Regions from separate parts of the Mus musculus genome. Here region 1 is linked to region 2. A link is a contact called in public promoter capture Hi-C data. All regions are on one chromosome and are shown on one strand. Each heading gives the region's core, a stretch centred on a gene start, on an enhancer-like site or on the middle of the called end of the contact. The rest is flanking DNA. Distances are from core to core; before and after follow the strand shown. Region 1 overlaps Ripor2 (RHO family interacting cell polarization regulator 2). Region 2 overlaps Cmah (cytidine monophospho-N-acetylneuraminic acid hydroxylase).

Region 1 (4,948 bases), core at 2,185-4,684, 290 kb before region 2:
AATATCTAATAATAATAATAATAATAATAATAATAATAATAATAAAAGAATTGTCTGGGTCTTATGTGAAAGATTGTCCTTTCAGTGTTGGGAGAGGAACTGAGGGAGGAAGGGTCATAATTGGTAGTGAGCGACGTATATGAGGATGGTAATAGTGGGGTGTATGGAACTGCCATGTTCCACATGTGGGAGTCAGTTCTCAGATTACCCTCCAGACTTTCTCACTGGCTCAAAATGTTAAAAGACAAATGAAGGAAAAATAATAACAACTGGACTCAGGCCTGATGGTACATGCCTGACATCCAAACTGAGGCAGGAGGATCACAAGTTCAAGTTTTAGCTTGAACAAACAACTTTATGAACTGCGGTTTCAATAATAAAAAGTAGAAGTGGGGAAATGGCTCAGCATTAAGAGCACATACTATTCTTGCAGAGAACCCAAGTTCAGTTTCCAGCATCTACAGGAAGCACAACTGCCCCAAACTCAAGCTTTGGTCTCTGTAGGCACCTGCATCCTGTGCACATACCTACACAAACACATATAGGCACTCCTCTACACACACACACACACACACACATTTTAAAAAAGTAAAACATTGACTGAAGATGTAGCTCAATGGTAGAGCATTTGCTTAGCATGTACAAGTTCCTTGGTTAATAGTACCAGAACAGCAGCAGCAGCAGCAGCAACAACAACAACAATCATAACTATAGCCCTTCAAGCCTTCAATGCCAACATGCAGACCAACACATTACTTACTTCATATTGATCTCCAGGACAGAGGCGGGCAAAGCCAGCCAGACCTGAAAACAAGAGATCGTTCTGTGAGTTGCAGAACACATTTCCCTTCTTTAGAGACACAATTTGTCATGGGTTAAAAACTCATGTAATAATGTAACAGGTGTAGGAGCATCTTCAGAGAATAGCCTTTGTGGGGATATACAGCTAGCAGGACATGCCCCTTAGGGTGGTGGGAGGAGGTTTCAAGGGGAGTCTGTTGGGTGGTGAGAACTCTGTGTACCTTTGGCAGATTTCAGGATCAGGGCAGCAGGACCAAAAAGACCTATTCTTTCACTGACCAAAATATTCCCATGCAAATAAACTGGCCTCTTGGTTTTCCTGTCTCCCAAGATCTGTGACACTAGATACCTTCCTGTGAGTCCTTGTCCCCACACCTGTCACTTGTCTGCAGCACACTCATTCCTGTTTCTCTCATTCTACTTATATAGCACAGTGATGCCACTGTTGATGCTTATGAACTTGCTAGAAGTAGACTGTCATGTACCCCACACTGGTGATTAAGAAAACAAACCCAGGGGCTAGAAAGATGGTTAAGCAATTGTGAGCACCGACTGTTCTTCTAGAGTGCCTGGGTTCAATTCCCAGCACCCACGTGGCAGCTCACAACTGTCTGCAGCTCCAGGATCTGACAGAGACAGAACTCAACTGCACATAAAAATAAATATAAATAAAGAAAAGAAAACAAACTAAATCCAATCAACAAACTGCCAATAGCCTGTTCCTTCAAAAGAAGAAGTGTGTCTTAGGATGATTAATGCTGCGATGAAACACCATGACCAAAGCAACTTGGGGAGGAAAGCGATTATTTAGCTGAAGCGTCACTGTCACGATTCATCAGTGAACGGAAGTCAGGACAGGAGCCCAAACAGGGCAGGAACCTAGAGTCAGGAGCTGATACGAAGGTCATGGAGGCTATGGAGGGTTTCTGCTTATTGGCTTTCTCAGCCTGCTCTCTTATAGCACCCAGGACTCCCAGTCCAGGGATGGCACCACCCACGATGGGCTGGGCCCTTCCCCATCATCACAAATTAAGAAAATGTTCTATGGCTGGATCTTATGGAGGCATTTTCTCAAATGAGGCGCCCTCCTCTCAGGTGACTCTAGCCTGCGTTGATTGACAGATCCAGTTAGCACAAGGTGCCTTTTCTTCCCCTGTGTCATCTGCAGGTCAACTTGAGCCTACCGCTTCAGCAGCAACACCTTGTCAGAATACACGGCCGCCGCCCTGGGACAGCTCCAGAGTCCCAGCTTCCATTACCCTTTCCACCTTCCTATTGATATTTACCAAAAGCCCACTGTGTGAGGGTGAAAATATTAATTTACATTTTAGAATTTCTCACTAAAAAAAAAAAACTATGACATAATTGCAGTGAAAAAATCAGCACAGACGTTTTCTATTTCTAACCTTTGAGTCCTGGGGCAAGTTTCTCCTGTGCTTGTACGTGCTTGTGCATGTATACACAGGCATATGTATGCCTATGTTTGCGGATGCTTCATAGACCCTTTTTTTTTTTTTTTTTTTTTTTTTTTCCTTTTTGAGATGGGATCTCTTACTGAACCTGGAGGTTGCTGTTTGGTTAGATTGGCTGGCCAGAAAGCACAGGGACCTACTACCCATCTCAAGTCCCTTTTCCATCAGAGGCCAAGTTGGGATTATAATCACATGACCCGATGCCCAGCTTTTTATGTGGGCTCTGCAGATCCAAACCCATATCCTTTTGCTCGCTTTATGCTGTCTTCCCTGCCCTGGGTTGTGTTTCTAGCAAACAAGATTTTACTCACGTAGACATAACAAGGATGATGTCACACTGTGTGTTTTACCTTCAGTGAATGGCTCAATTTATCTCAAATGGACAAATCTGCTTCCCATTGACCCATGGGCATGGTGATGAATAAGACGAATCCAGGGAAGCTTCAAAATGGGCTCACCTCTTACCATCTTTCGACACTAGATGGCAGCAGCTCACCAACTTGGCATGCCTTTTAGTTGGCGAGCCCATGCATTTAGGAGCAGCTCTCGCTAACAATTAGAAGCTAATGAGCCACTTAGGAGGACCCACTGTAATAAAAGCAGGATTGGAGGAAGCGATTTTCATGAATAATTCTGGAGCATTTAGGCTTTTTTCCCCCACCTCCACAAAAACACATCGGAAAGAAAGCACTGCTGGCTGGCTTTTATGAATCTGAAGCCCAATGTGCTAATTCTAAGAAAACCCTATTTACCCTTTGAATACCTACAAATTATCAGCTCCTGGTTAATCCACTAGCTGGTTACATGTTGAGGTGACAATAGGGACCCCGCTTCAGGGAAGCTGACTATGTACCATGATGGATACGTTGAGAAGGGTGGGGGGACTCTTTGACGATCTCCCTTCTCAAAATCACCAGAAATTTCTTATCACGGGAGGAGGAGGGCTGGGGTCGTGATGAGTTTTGGGTCTCACTGTCCATGGAATGAACACACCTTATTGACATTCCTTATAAGGCATCTCCAGCCTCTGGTGACAGTGATAACAGCAGAATGGCAGCAGGTAGGAGGAGCCAGTTCCAGCCGAAGCTCCCCAGGCGGGGGGAGCACTTCTGCTGGAGCACCAGCTATCGTGGACTTTGGGGCCTGGCTAGGTTCTGCAAATTCTGGCCCAAGGCCCTGCTGGCATTTCTACAGCTGCGAAAAGCCCAGTGTTTTCTCAGCTGCTTGGTGGTAACTGTTGTATCAGCTAGGTTTTCATGATGGCCACTCAGAAATCATCCCTGGGTTCCCTCAGGTGGGTCTCTTTTGATCTTTTACCTTGCTCCTGTGTTAATGATCCAACAGCTCTTCCACAGCCTGAATGGAGGACAGGGTGCTGCCCCCAGTGTGACTGTGGATAAATGATGCCCCCGCTCATGGTTGAACATTTGGCCACCAGCTGGGTAGCTCTGTTGTGGGAGGTTATGGAGTCTTTAAGAGTTAGGGCCTAGCTGGAGGAATCAGACACTGGAGAGTGTGTTCTTGAGGTTTATAACTCTGCTTTGCTTCCAGCCTGTGTCTGGCTTCCTGATCCACTCTAACCCCTGCCTCAGCTGCCGGCCTCTCCGACTACCATAGCTCCCCTTCCCATAGTGGACTAAACTCCTCCAAATCTTAAGCCGCCACGGATCGTTTTCCTCTTAAGTTGTTTCTTTCAGAGAATTTATCACAGTGGAGAAAGGTTGCAGATACAACCTCATAGCTATCTACAGCTACACAGCTATAGAGCCTCCCAGCTACCTACAGCCACACAGCTGCTCACCTGGCTCCCCGTGCCACTGGCTGCCTTTGCTCAGACACGGTTCTGGTCATAGAAGTACTCCATTGTTTCCCAGTTTTGCCATGACCTTCCTAAGAGTGTACCTCGGACTGTGTCTTAGTACTGGCCTTCCTGCTTCCTGGGCAGGTTTCCCAGTTCATCCTAAAGGCCATGGTGACCAGCTAGCACTGACCTCTGGACATGTGTCCTCCTGGAACTCATTTGAATGAGGTCATCGTTGGGAAGAAAAGCAGTTTTCTGTAAGACACGCAGTTCTTAGCTTCTTTTCTGATTTGGGGTCCTGAATCCAGCTGGGTCCTTACAGGTTTTTGGAATCTGGCCTCAACAGCTCCCCACAGCACTTTTACAGAGCACAGAGATCACAGCACCCCCCCCCCCCCCCGACAGCTTTGGGCAGCATCCCCGCCTTCAGGAGGGACTTTCAGTTTAGTTGTTCTAGCCAGAGGTTATTCAGGACGCTCTCTGCACCCCCCCCCCCCATCCTTTCCTCAGTGGGAACCTTCACTTAACATTTTTTATTTTTTCTTTTCTTCTTTCTGTCTGTCCCTCTGTTCCTCTTCCTTCCTTCCTCTTCTTTCCTTCCTTCTCTCCTTCTTGCCTTTCTTTCCTTCTCTCTCTGTCTCTTTTTCTTTTTTAAAGATTTATTTATTTATTTATTTCTATGTATTTGAGTACATAGTTGCTGAACAGATGGTTGTGAGCCTTCATGTAGTTGTTGGGAATTGAATTCTTAGGACCTCTGCTCACTCTGGCCAATCAATTCTACTTGCTTCGGCCCAAAGATTTATTTATTATTATATATAAGTACACTGTAGCTGTCTTCAGACAGCGCCAGAAGAGAGCATCAGATTTCACT
Region 2 (5,204 bases), core at 2,548-5,047:
CTGCCCCCTTCAGTTCATTTTAATCTACAGTCTTGCTCTTAATGACATGTAGTCTTCATTCATTTCCTCAAAATATAGCCATGTGCCTGGAATACTCTCTGCCTCCTGTGCACATATTTAGCTTCCTTACCTCTCAGCCCCAAGTCAATTCTCATCAAGGAAGACTTCGCAGAGAAGGGGAAATTCACTACAAGCATGACCCTCTCACAGTACCATGACCTTTTCCTTCGTGGGACATATCCAAAGTTATCGTTTGGTTTTTAGCTCTGCTGTTTATCGATTTCTCTATTCCATAGAAAACTGTCAGACATATGTATACATGAGTCTTCATGGTTCCTCCGCAGCCTGACGCACAAAAGGATTTTAATAAACAGTTGGGTGACCATTGCAACTAATAGCCCACACAGGTGATTCCCACAGAATCTTCTCAGGAACCTACGATTTAAACCTGATGCCACCCAAGGGTATCTTCACAACAGTTGTGTGCTTACTTGTAAAAGTAAAACGAGATGTTACATTTGACATTCTAGATTTCAAAAGTATAACAGAAGGCACCCCGAATGCTGACTAGGAAGTGCTCTAAAGGATGATTTGTACTGTGTTTGATATTCCCCAACAGAAAGAGAAGGCGGGTGGGAAATTGTTCCCACAAATGGTCAGCATCTTATTGGCAGGTGTTTTAAGCCTGATTACATTCTGTTGCTGTTTGTTTTGAGAACATGTAGCCAAAGTTGGCCAAGAAGCCATGACCCTCCTATCCTCTTCTGAGATCTTTGGATCCGTGAATTTAATTTACCTCCTAGGCCAAAACATCCTCAGGTCCAGACCCCAGCTCTCTAAGCCCTGGAACCCTTGTTGCTCAGTGTCTCTCTTGGCTGTGACACTTACTGTGCTCCTGAGCAAAGCAGAAATTATTAATATACTAGCAGAAGGAAATGCCCAGAACCATAAAGATCTGCTGGCAGCTGCTCAAGAGGAAGAGAAGTGCCCAGAGAGCGACCGGTGACAGTGGACTGCCGAGAGCAGGCTCTGGAAGATAAAATGTATGTGGATGGCAAACAAGGTGTGGGCAAAGTGGACTTTCCACACAAGTACCTCAGTTAACTGCCTACCCAATGTTCCTTAGGTAGACACTGCTATATCTTCAAAGATAATTTTAGAGTTGCCAACTCTGCCAACAAAAACACTCAGTTCTTCTACCTAGTCACAGAACACGAAAGACAATCTACTACGGATGTGAACCCTTAAACTTGATGTGGTCATCTGCACCTGTAATCCCAGAATGGGGAAAGTGGAAGCAGGAGGATTAGGAGCTTGAGATCATTTCGTCTTGGCCTTTTGGCTAAGATCAAGTGTAGGAACTTAAAATCATCCTCAGTTACAAAGGGATTTGAGGACATCTTAGGCTACATGACAATCAATCTCAACAAGTCACCACCTGCAAACACACACACACACACACACACACACACACACACACGAATAGCATAAAATTGAAAACATACCTTTACTCCCTTCTGAGTAGACAAAGGTGACAGCATCCAAGCTGGTCAGGAAACATCAAAAGGCCCAGGCCCAGATCTTCTTTTAATTGATGTTTATAATACAGCCTGGATTTTTCAATTTGCTTGATTAAAAATTTTATTTGATTTCTGTGTGGCCAGGAGGTTTTTTTCAGAAGCAATTACCAAAGTACAGCTGGGAAGTTCAAGTTCCTCTGGAGACACAGATGCAGAGCAGGCTGATGTCACATTATGTGTCTAACATCAACACTACCCCTCTCCCAGCTCCACCCTAAAGACACAAGGAAGGAGATTAGAAACTTTAGCTAAACCAAATTCTATGCCAGGTCAGAGATAGGGTGTGTGAATGATTCCATGAATGTGTGTGCGTGTTATAGATACATACACATGGTCCAACAGGAGACATTAAGGAGAACTTAATCCACCTCTGACTGTTGTATTCATCTGGAAGGAAGTTGATGTATAGCCACACCTCTGCTTGTATCATGAAAAGCATTGATTTTTTTCTTTTCCAAGACAGGGTTTCTCTGTGTAGCCCTGGCTGTCCTGGAACTCACTCTGTAGACCAGGCTGGCCTCAAACTCATAAATCCACCTGCCTCTGCCTCCCAAGTGCTGGGATTAAAGGTGTGCGCCACCACGCATGTCGAAAAGCATTAACATTTATTACAAAGAAAGGATCTGCGTGTCTGGAGGGCGGGGCAGAATTTAGTTGTAGGGTCACTGCTTTCTAGTCCACTTGATGCCCTGAATAGTATCCTACTGTCTTCCTGGTCCCAATGGCTTAAAGTCCAAGCCTGGATCTCACAAGACACTTCTAGCTCTCCTCCGTTTACTTCCCTCATTTGACAAATATCTTTGCTTTAGTTCTTAGAAGGGTTACTTTTATGCTCACTTCAACAAATACGATAGTGTCAAGAAATATGTGGTGGGCTGGAGAGATGGCTCAGTGGGTAAAGGCACTAGCTGCTCTTCCAGAGGACCCAGCTTCAATTCCCAGCACCCACATGGTAGCTCACAACTGTCTATAACTCTTATTCCAGGGGATCCTCACACATGCAGGCAAAACACCATCGTACATAAAAAAAGATAAACTATTATTTTAAAAATAGAAATATGCAGTGTCTTGTCTCCCATTCTAATTTGAAAAAAGTCAGCCCAGGTGTTCTCATTAAAATCAACTAGTCAAGTGAGGTGCCTCACGCCTGTAGTCCTGCACTTTGGGGGCTGAGGTAGAACTGCCATGTGATAGAAGCCAACCTGGATGACACTGTGAGTTCTAGGACAGCCTGTGTTATAGAGTAAAACATTAAACAAACAAACAAACAAACAAACAAATAAGTAAAATAGAATAAAGGGCCATTGTAAAATCTTGTCTTAATTCACTAATTCCAAAACAGAGCATGGGCCAGAGAGATGGCTCAGCGAGTCAAAGCACTTGCCCAGTAAGTCTGAGAAATGAGCCCAGGACTCCTGTGAGGCAGAAGGTGGAGACAGGAGAATGGCCCTGAGTCTCTTGGGCCACCTAAGCAGGGAGCAGGAGATGAAGCAACAGAAATACTGAAGGACCCTGTCTTGACAAGGTGGAAGGTGAGAACCAACTCCCCAAAGTTGCCTTTCTGACCTTCAAATGCGCTCCACGGTACAAAAGCTCACCCAGTCCCACAACATACCAGAAAAAAAAGTAAAAAAACACACTGGCCATGGTACAGTACATCTGTGGTCCTAACACTCTGGAAGCTGTGTGTATGAGGACAGACAACCAGGTAGTGTAGATTCCAAAATGAGACCCTGACTCAGAACAATAGCAGCAAAGAAATAACTAATACGTCATTATGGAATTTTCTGTCTCACGAGCCCCAGGGAACCTTCAAACTTTCACTTAAAAAAATACTAATACTGAGTTCTCTGAGAATTTTATTTATGTGCCTCTTGCCTCTCTAAGAACATTATAAATATCCAATAGATTATAAGTCTGTAATTAGATTGTGAGCCTCGCTCTCTGATTAGCTTGCCCCTGTAATTAGATTGTTGACCCTAGAAGTCGTAGCTCTGGTCCTGAATTCACCACAGCACTTAAAATGGCATAGAGGAAACAACCTGGCAGCAAGCCAGGAAATCAAAGCGCAGTTTTTAACAGCATCTCTAGCAACAGAAGTGCCCATCAGGATGAAAGATGGAAAATAATTCCCCTAGAGTTTCTCCAGGCAGTGCCTGGCCCCAGCAGTTCCCTTATCTGCTCTCAGCCAAACTCTGTCAAACTCTTGCTTCTCGTTTTCCACCTAGAGTCATGTGACTATTTTTAATATTTGTTTCCGCTTCTTATGTCAGAGTCTCACTCTGTAGTCCAGGGGGCCTTCAAACTCATGGTACCACCTCAGCTTCAGACTCCCCAGTGCTGGGATACCAGGAATAAATTCCCACGTGGCATTTTTAAAAAAATAAGCATTTATATTTCATATAGGAAGGTTCTCTGATCTCTTGAGTGTGCTTTTCTGGCTTTTGTTTGTTTGGCTTTATATAGGCACACATTTATGCAGTTACCTTCCACGCCGAAAGATGAAACAGAGGTCTGGAGAAAGGCCTCAGCAGCTGACAGCTGTTGCTGCTCCTGCAAAGGACCTGTGGTTAGGTTCTAGTTCCCATGCCAGATGGCTCACAACCAACTGTAACTCCAGCTACGGTGGGTCCAATGTCCTCTTCCAACCTCCACTGTTGTGTGCATACCTGTGGCTTTTACACACAGACACAGTGACACAGACACAGTGACACACACACACACATACACACACATCTTTTTTCTTTAGGTTACAGACAAGTTCTGGAAATTAACACACTCTTCCAATTAGCTCCCATGCAGAGGATGACCATTCTTCTAAGCCTGCCACTGTAAGGTGGTGATGCCTGGTTCTTGAATTTTACATTACTAATCACTCAGTTGCATACTCTACTGTCTCATCTTCTCCCTGACATAAATATGGTGTTTAACAATACAGCTAAGCTAAGCAATGGTTGTTCTCTTCATTGTTGGTTAGCACTATTTAATTTTTACAAACAACATTTTGTTTCTCTATTCCTCTACTGTTAGACATTTGAGGTCATTTCTTGCTTTTGACTATTATTATTAGATATTAGCATCTTTGTGTGTGATGTTTCAGGGGGCAGAAGTCCCCATTTATATTGAGAATTTATTCAAGGGTGAAATCTTGGAACCAAACAGCAGACGTGCAGTAAGCTTTCATAGGTGTTGTCAACTCATCTTCCACAGGGTTGTGGAAAATTACAAGTGAAAGAGCCTCCTGCTGTAGTACCTCTGGCTTTAGGCACCTGGCATTTGTAGTTACCTGGACACTGACCAAGTACACACTGGCTGAATTGGCTTGTCAGCACAAAGGCAATAAATAACAAGAACATCTCAGGTGCATTACCACCCAGAGGGATGTCGGCTAGAGATAAGGAATGAAGGGTGAGGGAGAGGATACGGGGGAAGACGGACAAGGTATGCCGAGTGAAGGATGGAGCCTGAGGAATGAGAAGGGAGAGATAAGGACTAAGAGATGTGGGCAGAAGGATGAGAACCAAATGTTTCAAAAAGTGGATCCAGATCAGGGGAGCAAAGACAGAGAGCTCGGGCTATTATATATTCCTGGCTTGGGTGATTTGAGAATCTGGGAGGGGCAGT

What was found. Capture Hi-C pulls out chosen DNA fragments and counts their contacts.
Region 1: a contact with region 2 is called in a promoter capture Hi-C map of liver. The contact joins two enhancer-like sites. A contact is called at or near these places in 1 of 484 Hi-C or Micro-C datasets (nephron progenitors), 3 of 115 datasets of contacts at active chromatin or transcription factors (bone marrow-derived macrophages, embryonic stem cells and large pre-B cells) and 4 of 9 other capture datasets (adipose tissue, embryonic stem cells, liver and 1 more).

Annotation. Positions count from the first base shown.
Region 1 is chr13:24,685,322-24,690,269 of GRCm38.p6, reverse strand. It overlaps Ripor2 (RHO family interacting cell polarization regulator 2), which reads right to left. Exons shown (of 23, transcript NM_029679.2): 9 at 761-804. Among named protein-coding and RNA genes, the nearest start is that of Ripor2, 49 kb to the right of the region's middle. Within about 2 kb of position 3,434, at least 37 of the 459 cell types and tissues checked have an H3K27ac peak or open chromatin away from gene starts, as enhancers often do. A contact at or near this core is called in liver, where this site is marked.
Region 2 is chr13:24,391,789-24,396,992 of GRCm38.p6, reverse strand. Cmah (cytidine monophospho-N-acetylneuraminic acid hydroxylase) reads right to left here. Exons shown (of 17, transcript NM_001111110.2): 2 at 1,506-1,794. Among named protein-coding and RNA genes, the nearest start is that of Gm11342, 18 kb to the right of the region's middle. Within about 2 kb of position 3,797, at least 71 of the 459 cell types and tissues checked have an H3K27ac peak or open chromatin away from gene starts, as enhancers often do. A contact at or near this core is called in liver, where this site is marked.